Regions from separate parts of the Mus musculus genome. Here all the other regions are linked to region 1. The links are chromatin contacts, called in public Hi-C maps. All regions are on one chromosome and are shown on one strand. The core of a region is the stretch at or near the end of the contact, and the rest is flanking DNA. Distances in the headings are between cores, read along the strand shown. Region 1 overlaps Atrnl1 (attractin like 1). Region 2 overlaps Gfra1 (glial cell line derived neurotrophic factor family receptor alpha 1). Region 3 overlaps Atrnl1 (attractin like 1). Region 4 has its middle 6.8 kb from the start of Gm41875.

Region 1 (5,830 bases), core at 2,514-5,013:
TTCTTTAAATGGCTGATAAACAGCGTTCACGGCTAGCCTTCAGGGAGGAGCAGCTATGGTGTAACCTGAAAACTCCCACAAAGTCTAGGCTCCCCAGAAGTCCAGCCTGATTTACATATGCAAACCAACCAGCCTGATTTACATATGTAAACGGAGGAAGTGTTGGTGTGTCACTATTTATCTGACAAACTCGTGAAAAGTTGGCAGAGTGAAGTAGCTGCTGATTTACTGTTGCTTCCTCGGGGTTCCTGCAGTCAGGATGTAACAATATCTACAGGAAACTGCGAATATTCACTTTATTTCAATTAGTTCTTGACCCACAGGCATTGCTTCCTCGGCCAGCTCAGGAAACAGGACTTTTAGCATCTCAGGCTGCTCCACTAGTGAGATAAGCCCTGAAGTCCTGGCTAGCCATCCCCAGCAACACTGGCTGCTCTGTCTTATCGGCTTCCCTGCCGGTGTTTATTTAACTCCGTTTGTGATGAGCTATCACTTTGTCTGTTTGAATCCTGACTTGATATGAATGTATCTTTATCTTCAGATTAACACAGTTCTACCTTTTGTGACCTTAGAGTTGAATTTTGCATTGAGCGAGCTTGTCTAAATCCTAACAAGCCTCAGGACTGAGCAGCGCCCATTTCCGAATTCGCCTTACAAGCTGACGCAGTCCCTATTAGGTTTTGAACTTTTAACAAGAGAAAGCACTGACATCTCTCTGTCAACATTTTCCAGGACTACAAATTGCTCATGCATTAGAAATTCTCCAGAAACGGCATGAAAAAGGCTATGAAGTGAATGTATGCTTGTACTGCGGGTCTGCAAGTCAGGGTAATTTCAGAATATACCACATATGCTGAGAAGATGGCAGATGCAAGGATTGGATTTAACCATAGATGATAAGCCAATTTTCTCCATACTCTGTAACTCAATAAGTCTTTAATGGCTTCTCAGATAAACAGATGGATGTCATCAAAAGGCACAGGATGATAAATCTGATTGGTGCCTGAAGAATTCGCAAGGCTTTATCCCTGAACAAGCACGAAGAGAAAGGGGAGGGGAACCACACTTAAGCCCCAGCATGGGAGTTTAAATTATTTGCTCAGAAACAGTTGTATTTCCCAATGGCACAATACTAAAAACAGCACGGACGGCTGCATCCAGGAAGGACAATACATCTTTTTAATTAGGCTGCTCCCTTTGAAGACGTACACTGTTTAGTCTAGCTGTGTTTACTCTGACTTAGTTGATTATTTTCATACAGACTTCCAAATATTCAATTAAAGCCCCTTGGAAGATTATGAATTTCATTTATCCACAAAAAAAGCCTAGACTTTACAGACACTGAGGTCCAAGGCCACTTCTGCCGGTCAAGTGTTTCCTGTTTGTTCAGATAGCTTCTTGGTGTCCAAGTCACCAAACTATTTGTTAGGAACATTCGGTAGAATGTGATGTCTGTCACCAGAAAGGCTAAATTCTGGATGCGCACCAACAACCTCACCCTCCAGGGGAGACTTGTCTAGGTGAACCCAGGACAAAGGCTGAAGGCTTAAGAGGTGCTTAGAAGGTAAATGACCCTTCAGTGGGTGGCCACCCTTGTTTCTGGGCTGTGATTTATGGGAAGGTTCTATGGTTTTAAGTGTTAACGTAGGAAGCTTCTCACTATGGCCAGAATGCAGTATTAGATTTCTTTTAATATTGGTGGCTAAGCAAGCCACTTCTTTCCTAATGTTAGGGGCATTTCTGAAGGAATAGAAATGCCATGGTCCTCATCTTCAGTAGAAGATATTACTTTCATATATTTCTAGAAGGCCCAGAACACACACACACACACACACACACACACACACACACACACACACTTTTCTATGACATAACTAAACTGTTCTAGAGAACCCAGTCAGGTCAGAACAAATTTCTTTTTATCCCCAAAGCTCCAGCAGGTGCTTTGTGGCACTCTCACCCCCGGATGCTCCCTCCTCCGTTGAATCTAATTTTTAGTAACTTCAAAAGAAATAGCAGGGCATTCTTATACAGTACTCACTACAGACCTGACGTAAGTCGTAGCACATCCGAATGGCAAGTCTAAAGAGAATCACTATTGTTATCCACTCTGTAGATGAGAAGACAACACCAGAGAGACTTAGGAACCTGCCTAAGACCCTGCAGTTACGAAATGGCAGAGCTAGGAACTGAGCTCAGACAGCCTGGCTCCAGAGTCTATGCTTTTAAGCATTTTAATATTTTACTGTCTTACATAAAAGCTTGACTCATGTATAAAGATATCCACGATAGGATCAGTAATCAAATCAGATGGGCTGGCCGGGTCACAGTGAACACAAGGGTGATGGTCTGTGCCCTGGAGTACAGTTACTCAAGTGATCCGGGGTGGGGGGACATAAGGAAGCAATGCACCAAGAAGGTGGGTGTCCGGTAGCCAGTGGTCTCTCTCAGAATGCTTGGGTACCACCTGATAGGTAAACTGCACATTTCAAAGGCACTTGATACGTGTTGGAAGATGTTGCTACCAGGTCCCCTGTGTGCTGAAGTGTGGCCTGGTCTTTCTGTCAGGTGACTGCTGTTCTGCCCTCTTATCTAAGCCTCTGCCAGGCGGCTGGCCTGCGGAGTTCACCGGCCTGCAGTTAGGCCCTTGTGATCTGCTCCTGGATTGCAGAAGGACCATACCCTTCTGTCCCACAGTTTCAGTTTCACGGAAAGGGGCTGTGGCTACACCTTATGTCTGTCTTCCATGACATTCACAACGCCTTAGCTAGCAAATAAATTGTGAAAAAATATTTCCTGAAATGTAGCTTAGCAATATGTATTGAAAACCTAGCAATGTACCGTGTGTACATATGAGCTAACTTCAGAGCTAGAGATGTGGCCTAAGTAAATAGTCTGAGAGGAAGAGAAAGTTTTATTCGGGGACTCATCACAGCATTATTTATAACAAAAGGCCTGGAAAGAGCATAAATATCTAAGAAGAAGAAATAATTAAGACATTTATGATACATCCATAAAATGCAATATTATACAGTCATTAAAATTATGTTTTTGAATTTTTTTCTGAAGAAATTTTAATGAGTCGTTATGTAACATTTGTTGAAAATGAAGAATATAGGACTTCATTAAAAATGATGCCACTTACATAAAAGAAACCTAAATATATCTGAAATCCTGGAAAGAAATAGGACTTTTTTGGTGGATATTTCCAGGCTGTAAGACGTTTGTTTCATTTATTTTTTCCAAAAAATGTTAGAGAAATTATACATTAAGTTTTCATCATAAATTCAACCAATAACGTATAAATATCCATGAGCTTCCAGGAAAGCGGGCAGGTTCCTACGGTGATAGCCTGAGGTATGTGGCAGTGTGCAGAAGAGAAACGTAGCCTTCCTTCGCAGCCTCCCCACTACATGCATGTGCACACATGTGCTCATGGCCACACACACAAGGACACATTTCTCACTGACAGTAGCTCCTAGCTCTTTTCCTTAGACGTCTGGAATCCCAGCCAACTACAGACGGGCAGAGAATCAGATCGTCTCCGTGACTGCTTTTATGTAAATTACCCCGGCTGACAGTCACGCCATTGTGTGACCTAAAGTCCTCTAGGCTAGAGCTAGGCAGGATGTTTGTCTCATAAGTGCTTGTGCAAATCACTGCAGCCTTTCCCCGGCCTCCAGGCTTCTTCTTCTGCACGTGTAAAGTTAGACACAGTCATTCATTCCCTTCTCAAAGCCCCGAGGGTCTGATTGACAGGCACTGCTGTGGTAACGCGAGACGGCTCCTGCTTCTTCTGTGCTGCCCACAGCTTAGTCAGAGAGACAGAGTGTAGCAGACTGACTTCTAATGAAGTAAGGGCTCATCAAGTGTCACATTAACAGATGTGGTCATCACTGGTTATCAGTGGTCACCTCAGCAGGCGAACTTTAATAGGGAAACAGGGAAAGGCTACCGAAGTCAGATGAGAGCTGGCTGTAAGGTAGAGTGCTGAGTACCAGGTATTTGGCTGAGAAAAACTCAATGGGTCTAGAGTCATCCTCGGTCTCCAAATACTAATGACTCAAGTGTATATAACCTCCCAAGGCAGCAGCCTTGAGGGACAGCTACCAATCCAGTGCAAACATTCTAGCACCGAAAATCCTATAGCATAGTGGCGACTCCAAATACTGAAAGGAAATTAAGACCTGGGACTTATTACTGTGAGAACAGGGGTATTCTCAAGCCTGTGGAGAAGGAAGCTGCACAAGCTAGGGGTATGAACAAGACGAACTCTCCTTTGTCTGATGCTGTTGTGCTAATGTTGCTGTCCTTGCAAGAGAAGAAAGAGCGCCCCCCCCCCCCCCACGGGGAACACATCCGGGGTTCTGGGCTTCCTCCCGCAAGGAGGCTTTGATGCTGTCTCCCACCGCTCTCTCCCGTTAAAGATGGTATAGATAGATGTGAACCATGATTTTAAGGATCTGCAGCAACTGAATACATTTTAATAAACTGGCTGATGTTTTCAATGAAAAGTCTTGGTAATTCTCACATTTAACACTCATAGTTTCTAGAGGAAAGAAATTTTTTTTTAACCTTGTGAATACATAGGGATTTAAGAAAGAGGGACACCAATCAAAGTTACAAAAATAAAGGTTTAGATTTATTTTCTAATTAACATTTTATCGTTTGGACCAATTAGTCTCAACAAGGCTGAGATTCTGCGGATTTCCTAGATCTGACACCTGTGCCTTCCTAATCTGCTGGCGACAAACACGATGTAAATTGACCAATTACAGGACTGAGTCTGGACGCGCACCAGCAGCAGTGAAGCCTGGGGTTCGAGTGTGAAGTGTTCTGGGACAAAAAGGAGTCATGTTTGATCTCTGAGTCATGTTTAAAAATCCCTGCTGGCTTTCCATTTTGCTCTGTCATTTTAAATCCTGAAACAGAGCAGATTAGACGCAAGCCTTGTGTATTTCCTGTAAGCGCCTTTTTCTCCCTCAGTTCTCTGGTCTATTTACTACTTCCTGGTCAGGAACGCATTAGAGGACAGTGACTGCAGCCATAAACTTTAGAGAAAGAGACAAAGCAAGAAGGCTTCAGACTGGGGTTTCTTCTGTTGTGTGGTTGGTAACTGCAGGTAAGATTTTGCACCTCCGTGTTCCTAATCAACACACAGCTACCTTGCAGGGCTGCTGCTGTGAGGCTCAGTGAGAGGAGAATGGGGAACAGTTGTTCAGCCATCTCACAGTAAGCACTCATGATGGGCACAGTTTGTTTGTGGTCCTGGTCTTCGTGTGAGAGTCCTTGCCCACATGGACACTCACACCACATCAAGCCAGTCCCAACAGAAACGGTGTTCAATCGAAGGCCCGTCCTTATAGCAGTGCCCTGTGCTCAGATCTGCAGTATTTATAGATACCCAGAAAGAAAGAGTGTCATAGTGACATAGCATGGTCTGGGCACACTTAATTTATTTTAAACACTATCAAAATAAATCCAACAAAAATATGGCCCTACTTTGTAAGCGTATCATGATTCCGTGAGAAGAGTTAAGCTTTTTAGGATACTTAACCTTATACTTTCTGATTTATCTATCCAAAATGACTTAAAGATGCAAGGTAGAACTAGTCATCAAAAAAAAAAAAATAGTTACATTCTAACAATTCAGTAGAAGAAGCAGGATACAAACTTTAGAGGACCAGACAGCAGAGGCACCAGAGAGCCAGTAAAGAAACCCCTTCATAAATGGTACATTTACACAATGGAATACTATCAGCTATTAAAAATGATGAATTCATGAAATTCTTGGGCAAATAAATGGACCTACAAAATATCATCCTGAGTG
Region 2 (5,442 bases), core at 73-2,572, 180 kb before region 1:
AAGTTTGTAGTGAAGGTGAGTTTCAAAGGAGACAGTGAGAGAGATGTTAGAAAGGCTGGCCAACTGCTTGTGACCAGATTGGCAATAAAAACCTCTCCAGTTCTCCCAAAATTCAGAAGAAAAAAAAATCCCAAAACTTCAGAGTCAAAAAGCTGCAGAGTGAAAGGCTTGAGAGCACAGTAGCTCACAACCTAGCAGGGACTCTCCCAGGGCTGCTGCTTTCCTGTTTTCTCTTTACCTGCAGAAGTTCATTTGGGCAGATGCAGATCAAGTGCACAGTAGACTCGTTACGTAACAAGTACTAACTATAAATGTACATCGTCAGGTGAGTAAGTAACCAGTCGAGAAATGGGGTCTGCGTAGCAACTTAGCCTGCTCAGTTTCTCTTGGGATTAGGTGCACACCCTTCTCTGTCCATTTGTTCTCCCAAGAGAAAGTCAAGCATGCTCATTTAAACTTGTCTCCAGTACTTCAGAAAGACCTCTTGATATGGCTTCCCCCAGCCAGAGTCCCATTGATGTGGCAGAAGAGGCTCCTATGCTAATGAGCTGGTATTGACAAGTGTGATAGATACAGCCAGGTACTTAGTGAGAGCAGAGTTGATTGTGTTTTACAGCCTGTGTGCTTCTCTGTTTATTGCTTGTATTCTGTCATTAAGCAAACAGGTTCCTAATATAGCAGATCTCTGTAATCAGTAAAGCAGGGGAGAAAGGAGCCAGAGCACATTAATTATGACCATTTGCCTGTAGCCTGGACAGTCTGTTGCTATTGGACTGCGAGCTTCTTCTGGTTTTATTTCCTGGAGTCAGAGCAGAGAACGGACTGACGGCTTTTTCTCCCGCATGGAGGAGAACAGAGAAATGTTCCATGCCCTGCTGGCTGACAGCTGCCTAAAAACCCGAGATTAAACACTGGCTTCTCCACAGAGATGGAGTCCTGGGGCAGCAAAGGCCAGGCTCTGCACGGGCATACTTTTAAGTCTCCAATTCCATAAACAGGCCAGGCACGCTGCTCACAAACCTGAGCTGTCCCCAAAGTCCTGTAGAGCCTACTGTGGGCAGAAGCCGGTGGGGACTCCGCTGCCAGCTATAAATTACGTGTGTGTCCATGTGTTCTGCACTAGAGTGCTATTGGCACCAAGACTGGCTTTGCAAATTCTGATGGCCAGGGAAAAAAGGCAGAGAGGCCACTCTGACTCCAGGTACCAGAGGTTAACAGCGTCTAATGCATTTATTAACCCTCTGGTGCCAGGGTCTGGTGAGGTCTGGCCTCCCAATTACAGAGCCCTGGAAATTCTATTATGTGACAAGCCTGGACTTGTTGATTAGCACCAGGGGCAGTTGTGTAACAGCTGCTGGAGGGACAAAGCCTATGGAGACTCTAAAGGGCAAGCTTTTGGGCTGTGGTTTTTCTAGACTGTAGGGAAGGCATCCACTTGCCTTTCTTAACCCTTGAGCTGAAAACCGCCAGGTACTGCATCTTGATGGTGACATTTCACACAAAGCAGAGTCAGGAGTCTTTGACCAAACCACAGGACCAGGAACTAACCGATAGGAAACACACTTTCATAAAGGACATTAAATAATTCTTCATTTTTTTCAGCCTACTGCAACAGTTGTTGAAATTAACTATTACAGAAACAGATTAGACTTCCCTTTTTGTCCTGTCTTTAGAGACCCATCCTGTATTAAAGCCAGAGAATGCTAGGGCAGTGTCCATGTAGGTGTGGGCTGCTGGAGCTCTGAGTCAGGTGACTGTGTGACATCGTTATCAGGGAGCAGGGAACCACAGCAGACCCTCACATGCTGTGCCAGCTTATCTTTTTGGACCTTGGCTTTACCAGTTTATACTTTGCTGATGACAGCTGCTTTTCAACTTTTGAGTTTAGTTTACTCTGTATCAAGTCTCAGGAGGTGGTGTGTGGGTGTGTGGGTGTGTGGGTGTGGTGTGGTGTGTATGTATGTGTGTCTATGTCTGTGTGTGTGATGTGTACATGTTTGTGTGTGTGCTGTGTGTGTGTGTTGTATGTGTGATGTGTGAATGTTTGTGTGCATGCTGTGTGTGGTGTATGTGTGGTGTGTGTGTATGTGAGTCTGTGTGAGTGTTGGATGTGTGTATGTGTGTGTGTATGCTGTGTGTGTGTGCTGTGTGTATATGTGAGTGGGGGTGTCCCTGTGTGTGTGTGGTATTTGGTGTGTGTATGTGTGGTATATGTGTGTCTGTGTGTGGTATTTGGTGTGTATATGTGTGGTGTGTGTGTGGTGTGTCTGTGTGTGTTATATGTGTGTATGAGAGTGGGGGTGTCTGTGTGAGTGTGGTGGTTGTATATATATATGAGTATGGTGTGTATGTGTGAGTGGGGGTGTCTGTGTGTATCTATGTGTGTATGATATTTGGTGTGTGTGTGTGTTTGTGTGTGTGTGTTTGTGTGTGTGTGTTTGTGTGTATAAGTACTCGGCAATCACTCAACAGTTGTTGAGATGTGTGATTCCCTGCCACTTTACATTTGAATTTATCATAACTGATAGCAAGACTGATTGTTTAATGACCTTTTAAAAAACATTCAGGATGAAAATCAACCAAGCAGAAATAACAGGTTGTTCCTGGGGCTTGTAGAACGGGCTTTAAGACCCAGATTTTCTCCAGGAGGCTCTGGGTCTGTAGTAGCATGTTTCTGATCCTTAGAGGTCACTGGGACTCATGCTGAATACAAGATTCCTAAGCTCGAAGCCAGCCACCGTTCACACCTATGAGCCTCCTTCTGCTCCTCTGCCTGCTGATCACACTTGATCTGTAGCTAATTCCAGGAGCTGCATGGACCCTTTGGCCTGTATCTTCTCAGTCAGGGATTTAAAACATCTCCCATCTGTGTACAGTCCTTTGATTTTTATTACTCAGGGCCACACACTTTACATTGTCCCCTGCTGGATTCGGGTAGATCCTGCAAGACGTCTGTGTTCACCCTATTCACACTCCTGGTGACATCCACAGTACCAGTTTTGTCTATAGGAAGCTTGCTAAGTGTATTCTGAAAGCGGGATTTATAGATTTGCCCTGGCCTGTGGAAAGCCAGGCCTCTTAGTGTGGGCACTGGGAAGGCTACCATGGGAAACCTCTTTAAGTTGGGCAGCATATTCTCACTTGGATTCGGCATTTTGTGTAGTTATGCCCACCAGGATGGCCCTACAGGCTACAGGTTAACTGTTAGAGGTTCATACGATGCTGTTTGGGGAACAGAAGCCCCCAGGTGATACAACCTTGGGGATGCTCTGAGTGTATTTTCCAGAGCCAGTAAATAATCACTGCATCCATTCTTGAGCTGGCAGTTTAGGTGTGGACGTGTTGACCTCCTGGAGAGTTTAGAAACATTTTATTTAGTGTGGGTCCTCAGTGATGGGCCATAGAAGTCTAGCCATATGAATGGGAAACCATGAGGACACCTGGGAAGACAGCAGCCCTTTCTGGTTAGCTACTGGAAGTCCCATCGTAATTATTTAACCAGGGGAACAGTCTCCTCGAGCTGTACCAGGTTCTGTGGTGACAGGGATTCAGTGACGGAACCAAACAAGTGCACTGAGCAAATCCCAGGCTCACTGGTGCTTGTCAGGTGACGGGGAGAGTCAGGCACCCAGCTGTGAACTCTTGGGGGCTGCAACGGTCCCCTGAGGTGCTGCTGCTTTCCTGTGACCACACTACAAAAAAATAAATAAATAAAATAAAAAGCTTAAGGCCACACTGTATCATGGCACAGAGGTCCTTCTGCATCCCCAAACCAGTCAGTGAATGGATTACTTAGCTATGCATAGTCCCTCGGTGGGGATTTTGTTTTTGTAGCTCAAGGCCTAGTGAAGAAAGGGCAGAGTGGAATGATACAGGGCCATTTGGGTGTCTGGGCACAATTCCAGACTTGACTAGGAATAAAACGTGGTGCTCTACACATTATTCTCCGCAGGTAGCGGAGCAGCGGATCGGGGCTTCCTATTATTATAGATTAAAAGTAGGCTTTTGAGTAAGTGTAATTCCGCTTCCAATTTCCCCTCTGATCTTCTTATACATAACATTTAGTGACCTTTGAGCAGCCGGGGATGCTTCACAGTGTCTTGTTCCCGAAGCCTGCTTAAAGGTTTCTACTTCATATTCACTGCTGGCATATGCAAATATAGGTAAAGATTATGATGCTTTCCCAGTAGCATTATGGTCAACAAATTACTCCTCCGGTGAGCCTGCTGTCGTTTTAGCCTCGAATATCTTCCATGAGTCACAGTGGCTCATAGGCAGCCTGCTAATGAATGTCATGCCCTTAGAGCTGGTCGCTCAGGTATCCCGTCAATGCAAAGGTGATGACTGTTTGCCAGGGCTTGCCCTCCTGATAAACAAGCTCCCCATTGGTGTCAAAGGCTACTGTTAGGGTTGAGGGTGGGCGTCATGGGAAGTGGTCTTGTGTGGATTTTCGGGAGGACAGTGTTGGTATTCTGTCTGGGCTCCACCCCCACAGTTACCTGGCAACAGCCAGGTTTGCTCCTCCCCACAGTTACCTGGCAACAACCAGTTAGGCCTGGCCCACTATAAAAGGGGCTCTCTTACTCCTGATTTTCTCCCTTGCCTCTTGCTCCTCCTCCCCATTCCCTTCTCCCCTCTTTCCACATGGTCATGGCCAGCCTCTACTTCTCTCCTCTCTCCTTCTCTCTGCCTTTCTCTCTGTCTCTACTACTCTCTTAACTTCCCCTCCCCATGCCCTAAATAAACTCTAGTTTATGCTATACCGTCATGTGGCTGGTCCCTCAGGGGAAAGGGATGCCTTGGCATGGGCCCGCTGAGACATCCTCTTCCCCCATACCTCACCACACCCCCATAGAACATACCCTTATATCCCTTTATCTTTTCATAATCACAACAGGCAGAGACTGAAAAACGACTTTGACCCACAAGCACATCAGCCGTTTTAACTTCTCTGGGCTTAACTTGTCCATGTTTGTAAAACAAGTGTTGTACTGACTGGGTAGCTTTCAAAGTCTGTTCTTTGTAATTGTCCGAGTATTGGAAATGCCCCTTCCACTTCATCCTCAGGCATAAGCCCAATGGCAGAGTTGATCCAGCTAAGAAGAAAAGAGCTTTAGGCCTTCACTGCTCAGCTTCTAGCAACTATCTTGGAGTCAGTTTTTTAATTTTGGGGTATCTTAGTTATTGTTACATTTTGCTCTGAAGAGCCAACATGTCCAAAGGGAGACAGCTATGGCACTGGAGCAGTGGCTGAAAACTCTACATCCTGATCTGCAGACACACAGAGAGAAACAGACAATAGACACACACACACAAACACACACACACACACACACACACACACAGAGACAGATAGACAGACAGACAGACAGAGACAGAGACAGACAGTGAGAGACACAGAGTCAGAGAGTTCTTGTGTGGGCTTTTGAAACCTCAAAACCC
Region 3 (6,180 bases), core at 3,405-5,904, 240 kb after region 1:
ATTGCACAGCTTGCCCTTAAAGGTCTAAAAGCAGCAATCACCCACTTTGGGCAAAGTCCATATCTTTTAATTGTACCTTATACCGCTGCACAGGTTCAAACCTTGGCAGCCACATCTAATGATTGGGCAGTTTTAGTTACCTCCTTTTCAGGAAAAATAGATAACCATTATCCAAAACATCCAATCTTACAGTTTGCCCAAAATCAATCTGTTGTGTTTCCACAAATAACAGTAAGAAACCCACTTAAAAATGGGATTGTGGTATATACTGATGGATCAAAAACTGGCATAGGTGCCTATGTGGCTAATGGTAAAGTGGTATCCAAACAATATAATGAAAATTCACCTCAAGTGGTAGAATGTTTAGTGGTCTTAGAAGTTTTAAAAACCTTTTTAAAACCCCTTAATATTGTGTCAGATTCCTATTATGTGGTTAATGCAGTAAATCTTTTAGAAGTGGCTGGAGTGATTAAGCCTTCCAGTAGAGTTGCCAATATTTTTCAGCAGATACAATTAGTTTTGTTATCTAGAAGATCTCCTGTTTATATTACTCATGTTAGAGCCCATTCAGGCCTACCTGGCCCCATGGCTCTGGGAAATGATTTGGCAGATAAGGCCACTAAAGTGGTGGCTGCTGCCCTATCATCCCCGGTAGAGGCTGCAAGAAATTTTCATAACAATTTTCATGTGACGGCTGAAACATTACGCAGTCGTTTCTCCTTGACAAGAAAAGAAGCCCGTGACATTGTTACTCAATGTCAAAGCTGCTGTGAGTTCTTGCCAGTTCCTCATGTGGGAATTAACCCACGCGGTATTCGACCTCTACAGGTCTGGCAAATGGATGTTACACATGTTTCTTCCTTTGGAAAACTTCAATATCTCCATGTGTCCATTGACACATGTTCTGGCATCATGTTTGCCTCTCCGTTAACCGGAGAAAAAGCCTCACATGTGATTCAACATTGTCTTGAGGCATGGAGTGCTTGGGGGAAACCCAGACTCCTTAAGACTGATAATGGACCAGCTTATACGTCTCAAAAATTCCAACAGTTCTGCCGTCAGATGGACGTGACCCACCTGACTGGACTTCCATACAACCCTCAAGGACAGGGTATTGTTGAGCGTGCGCATCGCACCCTCAAAACCTATCTTATAAAACAGAAGAGGGGAACTTTTGAGGAGACTGTACCCCGAGCACCAAGAGTGTCGGTGTCTATGGCACTCTTTACACTCAATTTTTTAAATATTGATGCTCATGGCCATACTGCGGCTGAACGTCATTGTTCAGAGCCAGATAGGCCCAATGAGATGGTTAAATGGAAAAATGTCCTTGATAATAAATGGTATGGCCCGGATCCTATTTTGATAAGATCCAGGGGAGCTATCTGTGTTTTCCCACAGAATGAAGACAACCCATTTTGGTTACCAGAAAGACTCACCCGAAAAATCCAGACTGACCAAGGGAATACTAATGTCCCTCGTCTTGGTGATGTCCAGGGCGTCAATAATAAAAAGAGAGCAGCGTTGGGGGATAATGTCGACATTTCCACTCCCAATGATGGTGATGTATAATGCTCAAGTATTCTCCTGCTTTTTTACCACTAACTAGGAACTGGGTTTAGCCTTGATTCAGACAGCCTTGGCTCTGTCTGGACAGGTCCAGACGACTGACACCATTAACACTTTGTCAGCCTCAGTGACTACAGTCATAGACGAACAGGCCTCAGCTAATGTCAAGATACAGAGAGGTCTCATGCTGGTTAATCAACTCATAGATCTTGTCCAGATACAACTAGATGTATTATGACAAATAACTCAGCTGGGATGTAAACAAAAGTTTCCGGGATTGTGTGTTACTTCCATTCAGTATGTTAAATTTACTAGGACAGCTAATTTGTCAAAAAGTCTTTTTCAGTATATGTTACAGAATTGGACGGCTGAATTTGAACAGATCCTTCGGGAATTGAGACTTCAGGTCAACTCCACGCGCTTGGACCTGTCGCTGACCAAAGGATTACCCAATTGGATCTCCTCAGCATTTTCCTTCTTTAAAAAATGGGTGGGATTAATATTATTTGGAGATACACTTTGCTGTGGATTAGTGTTGCTTCTTTGATTGGTCTGTAAGCTTAAGGCCTAAACTAGGAGAGACAAGGTGGTTATTGCCCAGGCGCTTGCAGGACTAGAACATGGAGCTTCCCCTGATATATCTATGCTTAGGCAATAGGTCGCTGGCCACTCAGCTCTTACATCTCACGAGGCTAGACTCATTGCACGGGATGGAGTGAGTGTGCTTCAGCAGCCCGAGAGAGTTGCAAGGCTAAGCACTGCAATGGAAAGGCTCTGCGGCATATATGAGCCTATTCTAGGGAGACATGTCATCTTTCATGAAGGTTCAGTGTCCTAGTTCCCTTCCCCCAGGCAAAACGACACGGGAGCAGGTCAGGGTTGCTCTGGGTAAAAGCCTGTAAGCCTAAGAGCTAATCCTGTACATGGCTCCTTTACCTACACACTGGGGATTTGACCTCTATCTCCACTCTCATTAATATGGGTGGCCTATTTGCTCTTATTAAAAGGATAGGGGGAGATGTTGGGAGCCGCGCCCACATTCGCCGTTACAAGATGGCGCTGACAGCTGTGTTCTAAGTGGTAAACAAATAATCTGCGCATGTGCCAAGGGTATCTTATGACTACTTGTGCTCTGCCTTCCCCGTGACGTCAACTCGGCCGATGGGCTGCAGCCAATCAAGGAGTGACACGTCCGAGGCGAAGGAGAATGCTCCTTAAGAGGGACGGGGTTTCGTTTTCTCTCTCTCTTGCTTTTTCGCTCTCTTGCTTTTCTCTCTCTCTTGCTTCTTGCTCTCTTGCTTCTTGCACTCTGTTCCTGAAGATGTAAGAATAAAGCTTTGCCGCAGAAGATTCTGGTCTGTGGTGTTCTTCCTGGCCGGTCGTGAGAACGCGTCTAATAACAATGTGCCAAGTGAAAGATGTGAGCCAAAAAATGCCCACGTGGTGCAGGACTTGAGCAAAGGCAATGTCTGGAGAGGTGACTGTAGAGACAGGTGGGAGAGACTAGAACTTGGGTGGGTACCAGCACGGCCATGAGCGGGATGGCCGAGGGACTGGGGCTTCCTTTGCCGAACACATCCTCAACTGTGGTGATAGGTGTGGAGCTGTAGACCTCTGTGAACATCCCGAACACCATTAACTGCACACTTGAAACAGGTGTAGGGTAAAGGGCATGAATTCCATTTCAAGAGGCAGTTGCGAAGACAGTAAGCGAAAAATAACTGTATAGGCAGAAGATCTGGGGGAGAGCTTCTCTCTGTCAGGAGAGAACACTGCCTCAATAGCTCTGCATGGTCAGGACTTTCTGACAAAATGCTGGCAATTTCAGACGATTATTGAATGACAAGTAAATGCTGAAAGTTAAGGGCAGAAATTGTCAAGGCAGCTTAGACACCTCAGTCAGTCTTTTGTTCCAACGTGTTGATAAGAGACAAGTGTCTTGTTCTCCTCAAACACTCTGTGCTTACATCCCAAAGCAAGAACACTGCTCTCAAGACCCAGAGTGGAGGAACAGCACTGTGAAAGCCACTCTTTATCATCTACAACCCCCCCCCCACACACACACACACACAGAGCCCTGCTGTGGTTTGATCAGCTGTATCTCACTGTCTCATCCTGAAGGGAGCTGGGTCCAGAGAAGTGACAGAAATCTGTAAACTGTCTCAGAACAATACAGATCTCAAATTCTTGACAGTGCAAGATTTGTGTCTGTCTGTCTGTCCATTTATCTGTATTTTTAAGTTAACAACTACACTGTCATCTAGAACACATCACCGTTTCAGACATAATACCTAGACTTCAATAAAAACAGATTCTACAAAGCCCCCCCCCACATACCTCTAAAAATACCCATGTACAATATGGAAACAAAACTTTCCTGAAGTTCAGAGCCCAGAGCCAGAGAAGCTCACTGCCTACTTATAGAAACATCTGTCATTCTTGAGTTGGTGACACACACGCACATGCGCGGGCCGCTGTGCCCTTCTCACTTGCTCCCCCTTCAGGCTGGGCTGTGGCTATGTTTTGTACAGGTGCAGTGGAGAAGGTGAGCAGTCTATGCTAAGGCAGACTGCAGTGGGCTGTACTATCCTGCAGACTCAGCTGCCCCCACGCCCTGCTCCCACGGAACAGCATATTCTCTTCCTAAATTATGGACTGATTTGACAAATGATGAATTTAGGACAAAAAAAAAAATGGAAAGCACAAGCAGACTCATATTATATATCCACCAGAGGAGGCGCTGCTACAGCAGTAGAGGTGAAAGCATGCAAAGCCAATGTTTAAAGCAGAAATCTGTTCAAGATGAAGATAAAAATAGGGGAGGCTGAAGACACAAGCCTGCTGTTTGTCGAGAAGAACAGCAGCATGATTCATGGGCGGAAAGGAGCCTGGGCTCTGCTTAGGATGTGTGTCCTTGGGAAGCCAGCTCCTCCTCCGTCTGAAAGGAGCACTTGGGGTTTAAGGTTTGTGTTAAAGAAATGACAAGAAGCAAGAAATGACTACGGCAAGAAATGACTACAAGCACTTAGCAATCAGATTCCTGACAATTCAGACTTACACTTAAGGCTGGCGGAGTCAAACTTTCAATCTGACTAATGGGACTTTGTACTGAGTCATTTGGGGCACAGAGGGTTGTAAGGGATGGAGCTCAGTCTCAGGATGCCAGAATAAACATCTCCATTAAATCTCACAAGGCCGCAGCCCAAGCTGTGTCAGATGTAATTCAATTTCCCAAAGAACAGGGCAAATGGCAGCATTGGAGATGGCCTGTTCCCAGGGTGGCTGCCAGATAAGACAGTTGAAGACCTCGAGCTCTAGACCTTTCATTTAAAAGGTCAACTGCTTCTGATGCTACCAGCGACTAATGTGACACTGCTTTTTTTTATTCATACACACACACACACACACACACACACACACACATATATATATATATATATATATATATATATATATATATCATACATAGAGAGAATTTTAATTCTAAACATTCACAGATAAAACAAAACACAATGCCTATTGCTAAGTCTTTGTTCAACATTACATCTGAAATCACAGCCTTAAGTCTGGCTGCAGAGTCAAGGCCCTAACAGAAATAATAAAGGAAGGCAGGAAATGGTGTGTGCATTTCTAAAAACATTTGAGAGTGATTTCTGCGTGATGAGAAACTAAGGCCAGCTTGTGAGGCCTGGCACTCTTACACAATTACTGTCCGAGGATCAGATAATGAAATATAGTCAATCCAATATGTTTTCTCATTAAACAAATGAGAATCCAATGGCAAAGCAACAATATAATTACAAAGCACTGTGAATAAACAGGATGCTGCCCACATTGATCCAGCAAGTCCTTGGGAAATGTGCTCAAGACTTTCTGACCAACATTACCACTCAAGTGTAATTGATTTTTAAATAGTTATTTAAATAGACATTATTTAAAATGTCTCCAATTTTATATGAGTAGTGACAATTTACACAATCACTTGATATTATTGGCATAAATTAGTTAATGGATTTTTATATTATAAATGCATTAATCTTCACATGCATTTTAATGTTATAATATATTTTAATTTTATTGTAAATTAATCATGTTTCCCAATACCATGACAACTCATAGAGATATGTTCCCCCATAATTATTATTTTATTAGTACTTCCCTAAAACACTAGTGATTGATTTACAATAGCTGGAATAATAGTCATAACTTCCTTAGCAGGCAAATATCCTACATAGAAAATGCTTCAGATGTAGGTAATCACTTCTCTTAGTTTTAACACTAATATGTTAGGAAGGTCTGTAAGATGATGGAGCACGAGGTTTCAGACTTATTTCTCTCTCTACTCCACACACTTGACAAGCATCTACCTACAGAGAGACCAATTCCCTCTTAGAGAAAGCCAGGGACCAACTGACAAGAGTGTACCCTGGGCAAATAAAAAATCTAAGCAGACAGGAAGACCAAGCTCACGTGCAAACAGCACAGCTCAAAAGTGTGGAAAGGGTGCCCCCAGCACAGCTGGAGAGGGTGCCAACAGCACAGCTGGAAAGGGTGCCAACAGCACAGCTGGAAAGGGTGCCCCCTGCACAGCAGCAAAGGGTACCCCCAGCA
Region 4 (6,179 bases), core at 1,467-3,966, 170 kb before region 1:
GTGACAGGAACAAGATACAAGACTGCCTGTGTTTGGTGATATAAATAAAGCATAAACGAAAACACAGCGAGGTGAAGGATAGGAGCGGGAGGAGCCATAAAAGTCCCATAAACCACAGCGCGCAACGCAGGGACGCACCGAGGGGCTTCAGCTCGCGGAGATTCCTCCCGTGCAAGCTGGCAGAGGAGGGAGTCGCCACACTTAAAAAGTAAAGTGAACTTTGGCCTCCGATTGCTCAGATGGGTACATAAATATAGTAATGGTATCTTTTTTCTTTAGGAATTTTTAAAATGTGTGTATGCAAAAACGTACGTGCCCATGGATGTTCCCATGCACACGGGCCCGGAGGAGGGTGTCATATCCCTTGAATCTGGAGCTGCAGACCTCTGCCAAGACAACATACTTGCTGTATGGCTGCTGGGATATGAGCTCTGGTCTTCATGACCCTGCCGTGTGCTCTTAACCACCGGGCAGTTCAGCCTCACGGCCCCTCGGAAACTCCCCTCTGGAAGTGTCCTAATTTAAAATCACACCCCTGGGAGCCACAATCCCACTGGAAGGAGTCCATCCCAATTTCCTCTGCAGTGTGCCAAAATCCATGCAGAAGTATTTCCTATCGTCCTACCACAAGATGATGTAGTGGGTCAAATAACCTGAAAAGATCGGAAAAGGTAACGCTACACACTCGTTTTGTTACTTTTATTATTATTATTAAAGTTTTTGACAATTTCATACACGTATCCAAAGTATTTTGATCAGATTCACTCCGTTGCCCTTATTGTCTGATCCCCCCCGCCCCTAACATCCTCTTTCCAGCCAGCCCCTCCCCTGCTTCTTATTTTGTTGATATTTTCATGGTCTGCTGAATTTACTTAGGGTTGCTTGCATGAGCATGAATGGGGGAGGTGTTCACCAGAGCCTGGCCAGTTTCCCCTTGGCTATACTACTGAGGAAGATAATGTCGGAGTCCCCAGCAGCTCATTAACTTCCACAAATGTTTTTGAAAGGTAGCTGTAAACAGACTGAAAAGGTAAGCTTCTGTAACAGCCACGTCAAAAGCAAAAGCGTGGGGAAGCGGAAACGACGCTCCTATTTGTATACTCATAAATGTAATAAATAATGCTTATACTAACGAATGTAAAAAGTGATGACAGATGACAGAAAATCAGATGACAAGAGCTGACAAGCAGGCAAGAGATTGTGCGTACATTATAGCTACAGGATACAGATATGAATACATGACCAATGGGTAGATGACAGAATATAACAAAGAGAAAACATTGATAGATAAGTACATAGAAATAAAAAAAGATCATAAATAAATAGTAGACACAGTGATAGATATCAATACGTGAGAGAGGCATTATTACCTAAGTAGTTTTTATTATGTCCACATATTTTTATTACTTTTGCTTTGGAGAATAAGATGCAGAGGAAACCCAGGCTGTATCCTGCCTGCCACTATCTCAGCTTCCAAGTCCTACTTTACAAAAAGAAGAGGTGATGACCCCCTCTGCCTCAAAGCTCTCTGGAGGCTAAAGTTCCCTCTTGCAGCCACACATCCCAGGAAGCAACCCGCAGCATCCCTACAGCACCGCCTGCAAGATTAATTGCCTCAATTTTGGGAAGAAACACCTCCAGGCACCTGGTGTGTGCTGTGTGCATGGCAGAGTTATAAAAATCCCTCACCCAGTGGCTGGATACTCGGGTGAGTCAGCTCCAGGCAGGGCTTTCCCAGTCCAAGAGAGGTTGGGTTAGCTCTTGGCAGGATATAACCAGCCCTGAAGATATGTTCCTGGGGGGCTCCTGAAGAGCAGCTGCTAGCTATCAAGAGTTCACATGCACCAGACACAAGATGGACAGGCTGCATGCCTTAGATTATATCAGCTCTCACTGCAACCACAGCTTCAAGATAGAATCTATTTTCAATTTGTAATGGAAGAAACTGCCTCTCAGAGAAGGCAGAGTTGGTGCAAAGCCACATCACCAAGGAGGGATGGAATTTTTTTTTAACCTTTGTCCAAGGCCAGCACCCAGGTAAACTATGGTAGCTGTGGACTCAGGCCTTGTGGCGAGATAGTCTCCTGGCTGCTGATCAGGAAAGGTCATGAGAACACACAGTTTCTCCACACACTGCAGTCTCCTCCTCCCACACTTGGTGCTACGGCTTGAGAATAGCCCAAGTTGGTTAGACTGTGGTGTGAGCTTGTCTCAGAAGATAATTAGATCACCTCCCTCGTCTGGAGGAGAAGAATAGCAGATTTAAAAAGAAATATGACAAGCCATCGGAGTGTCAGGACTGCTCCCCCGAGAGAGAGCCACGCTTCCATTCCGGTCCCTCATTCCAGACGTGGAACCAATTAAAGTAGCTGCAATGCACACATTTAAACCAAGCGACAAAAGACAGCTAAAGTGTTTTTAAAGAGCCACTTTGCCCACAAACTGCACTCAAAGAAGCAGAGCTGACCCGTTACACTGTAACTGCGCAAGTGCAAGGCTCAGCTCTGAGGTATTGAGGGCCATCGCAGGTGCCCCTACAGCCATCCCCATACATCACTTGCCTCTGGATCCTCACTGACTTAGTGGCACATGAGAGAGGTGAGGCAGACATGGCTTGTGTTTCCGATCCTTTGCAAGGAGCTGCCTTAGGGAAGACTTGTCCCTGCCTGGCCCTAGCATTAGCATGCTCTGCCAATCCTGCTCCACATTTGGACAACTTTGAAAGGGGCAGCATTCTCCCCTCTGAGAAGCCCCACCCCATCAGTGCAGCTCTGTTTGCCTCGTTGCCTCAGAACTAGAATGTCCAAAGTGTGCAGACCGAGGTCAGCTTCCCATTACTGTAGCAAATTTCTGGGAGAAGCCATCTTAAAAAGAGAAAAAGTCCTCTGGTCTACATACATGCATGTGGTGTGCACACCCCTGGCACACACTCAACAAATGAATGTGATGAATGAACTGGAGGGTCAGTATGAGCCGGTCCCATTATTATACATGTACAAAATTCTTTAAAGTCTCTCAAAAGGCTTTGGAGGAAGAGTTGGGGCTGAGGAGATGGCTCAGTCAATACATTCCTTGCAAACATGAAGACGTGAATTAGACCCCAGAGCCCACATTGAAATGCTAAGGCTGGTGTTATACACTTCAATCCCAATGCTAGGGAGAGGGGAAACCACCGTGCACATCCTAGGTGCTAGGTGGACAGCCAAATTGATCAACCCCAGATCCCAGTGAGAGACTCTGTCTCAGAAAATAAAATAAATTAAAATGTAAAAAGATAAGGTAACTGGAATCTGAGGAATGACACTCAAATTTGACCTGACTTCTACATGTGTGTGTTCAAATGTCTACATCATCTATATCTGCATCATCTACACCAACACACATACATAATACATATACACTTACATAATACAACTATATACACATACACTATATACCCATACATACATAAAACCACATACCCATACATACATACAACCATACAATCATACACCCATACACCATACATACATACATACACACAATCATACAAACATACATACATACACATATACACAATATAATCATATACACATATATACACACTTATATAACCATACATACATATATACATAAACACATACAACCATAAATAAATACTTATAACCATATAACTCTACAAATATTTACCCATACATACAACCATGCACCCATACACCATACATACATACATACGTACAACCATACATACATACACACAACCATACAACCATACATACATACACACAACCATATACCCATGCAACCATGCATATATATACATATGTTCGACCATATATATATGCAACCAAACATACATAAATACATACATACATCCATGTAAATATACATATAAGAGAGTATAAGAGAGAAAGATTGATGGATTGGTGATTGACTGACTGATTGATTGATTGACTGGGCTCATGATTTTGGAAGTCCATCACTGGAGGAAATCTTGGCAAAACCATCTACCTCACAATGGGACATAAACAGACAAGGAGGAAATGACCGGATCCCACAATCCCCTGCAAGGGAACACCTCCAAAGACCTCAACCTCCTTACTAGGCCCCACTTGTCAAAGCTTGCACCTCCTCCCTATAGCACCAGTGTCTGGGTCAGTCAGTCCTTCAACATGTAGGTCTTTGGAAGACATGCAGGAAGCATACTATACCAATGGTGATGGAAAGTGAGTTTTATCTGCAGTTGTAGGAGAATTTGACTCCTCCTGGAGAGTTCCCCCCAAAAAACATTATCCACACAGCCCTCACCTCAGCCCTGTTTTCCTTCCCTTGAAAGAGGATCCCGGCTGTGGCCTGTGGCCTTCCGTGACTGCCCATTACTGTAAGAGGAAAGAAGCATGCTCTGACAGCTGGTTTGTGATCCCTTCTCTCCCGGGGCTCTCAGGTGATGTCTCCTAAGGGAAAGGAATTCATTTTGCACAACATCTTCACACCCAAGCTGTTTCTGGCCCCTCCTACCAGCCAGTGTGATGCTCCTGATAATCCTCTTTCTGTATATGCAGAGGAAGGCCCTGCATACCTTTGTTGGCCGACAGCAGACACAGTTTCCTTCAGCCCAGCATCTCTCAGCCCTCCCTTCAACACTGGGACCTCCTTTGATTTCCTGACTTGCTTTCATGACCTCTCCCAACTCCAAAATTGCAAGGTATTTTAATGCACAATGCGCCATCCACTTCTGCAGAACACATCTACATACTTGAATATATTCGGGGGAGTTTTAAAGGCAATTTTTTTTTTTACAGAATATTAAGTGTCCTTTGAAATACTCTCCACTATAATTTAAGAGATTGCCCGTGTCAGATGCGCAGCCCAGGGATGCCAGCAATGGCTTTAGGTGACAGCTGTTTGCTCTAGTCTGATAGCTGAACAAAAGCAATAGAGGGCTGGGCTAGTGGTTCCTCCAGAGGACACTAAAATGTCCTAAACCAGGGTGTGGGGGCTGGAGCAACTCACAGTGTATTGCCACCTCTCAGTAGGATCACTGTCTGCACAAGGAGTCCTCGTATCCAGCTTCCCTTCTGCAGTAAACCTCGCACGCAGACATCAAGTCCTATTGACCAGGTGCTGTCTAGATCCTACAGGTCTGTCCACAGCTCCCACCGTGAAACCCACTTCCGTTTTAGGTCCCTGATTGGCTTCCATCTTTTCCCAATTGGAGCCAAAGATTATTTCTCCAGGGTGCCCTCTTCCACTAATGGCTTACACAAATGCAGGTACCACAATAAATCTCGGTAGCCACCCGGGGGTGGGGGAGAGCAGACAGACCTCTCTCAGCTTTGCTGACGAGGAAACAGACTCATGTGAAGTAACTTGGCAAAGCCTCAGGAGCAAAAAGGAGCATCAGGCTTCAGGTGTGGGGAGCCTGGCTGGCCTTAGATGCCGTACCTTGGGTTATCTTGGCTCTGGTAAGCCGTGTCATTTGTCCAGGCCACAAAAGGATTAGATTCTCAAGGAAACCCGTGGAATTAAATTCATAATCTCTGGGTCTATAGAAACCAGGGTATGCACTTGGACTCTTCTTTTCTTAATTTGCTCTGCGGAGAGTGAGACATTGTCCTTTTGATACACAATTTGTGGGTGATATTTTAAAGGGATTTACTCAGATTTGCCCAAGTCCTTCACAAGAACAGTCAGATCCCATTCTCTGCCCTCTGCTAATCTGTCTCCTCCTCCAGAGAACTCATCTATCCCAGCTCCCACCTTCAGCTGGCACCCTAAACCCACGGAGCACATCACCCCCTCCCCCACTGCACGGTCTCACTCAGCTTCCAGTATGCCCAGCCTCCGAGGAAGACCCCATCATCTCTTTGAACTCTTTGCCTACACTGACGTCATTGTCCCTTCCCACTATCCTCCTCTGGCCTTCCCTGCAGACTTTAATGCTTGCCCTATTCCAGGCATCCTTATGAGTGCTGGGTACAGTTGAGAATAACAGAGACAGGTCTGCCTTCTCACTGAAACTACACAGTAACGGGAGGAGTGTTCACAATGGCAACTAAGCATGAGGATGTGACAATGACACATGTCACCTGTCAAAAGATAACATACATGAAATATGAATGCTAACGGCACCTATGTCACTGGTACCTTATCTGGTTGGCTCTGAGGATGAGGTGAGGTGACACAGATAATCAGCTTCT

What was found. Hi-C and Micro-C count contacts between places; a contact is called where the count stands out from the background.
Region 2: a contact with region 1 is called in a Hi-C map of the N1E-115 cell line, with 4 times the contacts expected there. The contact joins two enhancer-like sites. A contact is called at or near these places in 3 of 15 datasets of contacts at CTCF or cohesin (the NIH/3T3 cell line, large pre-B cells and pro-B cells), 2 of 484 Hi-C or Micro-C datasets (the N1E-115 cell line and liver) and 2 of 115 datasets of contacts at active chromatin or transcription factors (bone marrow-derived dendritic cells and large pre-B cells).
Region 3: a Hi-C map of the N1E-115 cell line shows a contact between it and region 1, with 5 times the contacts expected there. The contact joins two enhancer-like sites. A contact is called at or near these places in 4 of 484 Hi-C or Micro-C datasets (MC3T3-E1-derived osteoblasts, the N1E-115 cell line, cerebral cortex and 1 more).
Region 4: a contact with region 1 is called in a Hi-C map of the N1E-115 cell line, with 3 times the contacts expected there. The contact joins two enhancer-like sites. A contact is called at or near these places in 2 of 15 datasets of contacts at CTCF or cohesin (large pre-B cells and pro-B cells), 5 of 484 Hi-C or Micro-C datasets (the CH12 cell line, the N1E-115 cell line, liver and 2 more) and 1 of 9 other capture datasets (embryonic stem cells).

Annotation. Positions count from the first base shown.
Region 1 is chr19:58,058,869-58,064,698 of GRCm38.p6, reverse strand. All of the region lies in intron 28 of Atrnl1 (attractin like 1), which reads right to left. Among named protein-coding and RNA genes, the nearest start is that of Mir5623, 11 kb to the right of the region's middle. Within about 2 kb of position 3,763, at least 63 of the 459 cell types and tissues checked have an H3K27ac peak or open chromatin away from gene starts, as enhancers often do. A contact at or near this core is called in the N1E-115 cell line and muscle stem cells, where this site is marked.
Region 2 is chr19:58,240,176-58,245,617 of GRCm38.p6, reverse strand. All of the region lies in intron 9 of Gfra1 (glial cell line derived neurotrophic factor family receptor alpha 1), which reads left to right. Among named protein-coding and RNA genes, the nearest start is that of Gm41875, 10 kb to the right of the region's middle. Within about 2 kb of position 1,322, at least 21 of the 459 cell types and tissues checked have an H3K27ac peak or open chromatin away from gene starts, as enhancers often do. A contact at or near this core is called in the N1E-115 cell line, where this site is marked.
Region 3 is chr19:57,823,900-57,830,079 of GRCm38.p6, reverse strand. The region is part of intron 26 of Atrnl1 (attractin like 1); the gene reads right to left. Among named protein-coding and RNA genes, the nearest start is that of Gm52385, 99 kb to the left of the region's middle. Within about 2 kb of position 4,654, at least 50 of the 459 cell types and tissues checked have an H3K27ac peak or open chromatin away from gene starts, as enhancers often do. A contact at or near this core is called in the N1E-115 cell line and muscle stem cells, where this site is marked.
Region 4 is chr19:58,222,653-58,228,831 of GRCm38.p6, reverse strand. No RefSeq gene overlaps it. Among named protein-coding and RNA genes, the nearest start is that of Gm41875, 6.8 kb to the left of the region's middle. Within about 2 kb of position 2,716, at least 9 of the 459 cell types and tissues checked have an H3K27ac peak or open chromatin away from gene starts, as enhancers often do. A contact at or near this core is called in the N1E-115 cell line, where this site is marked.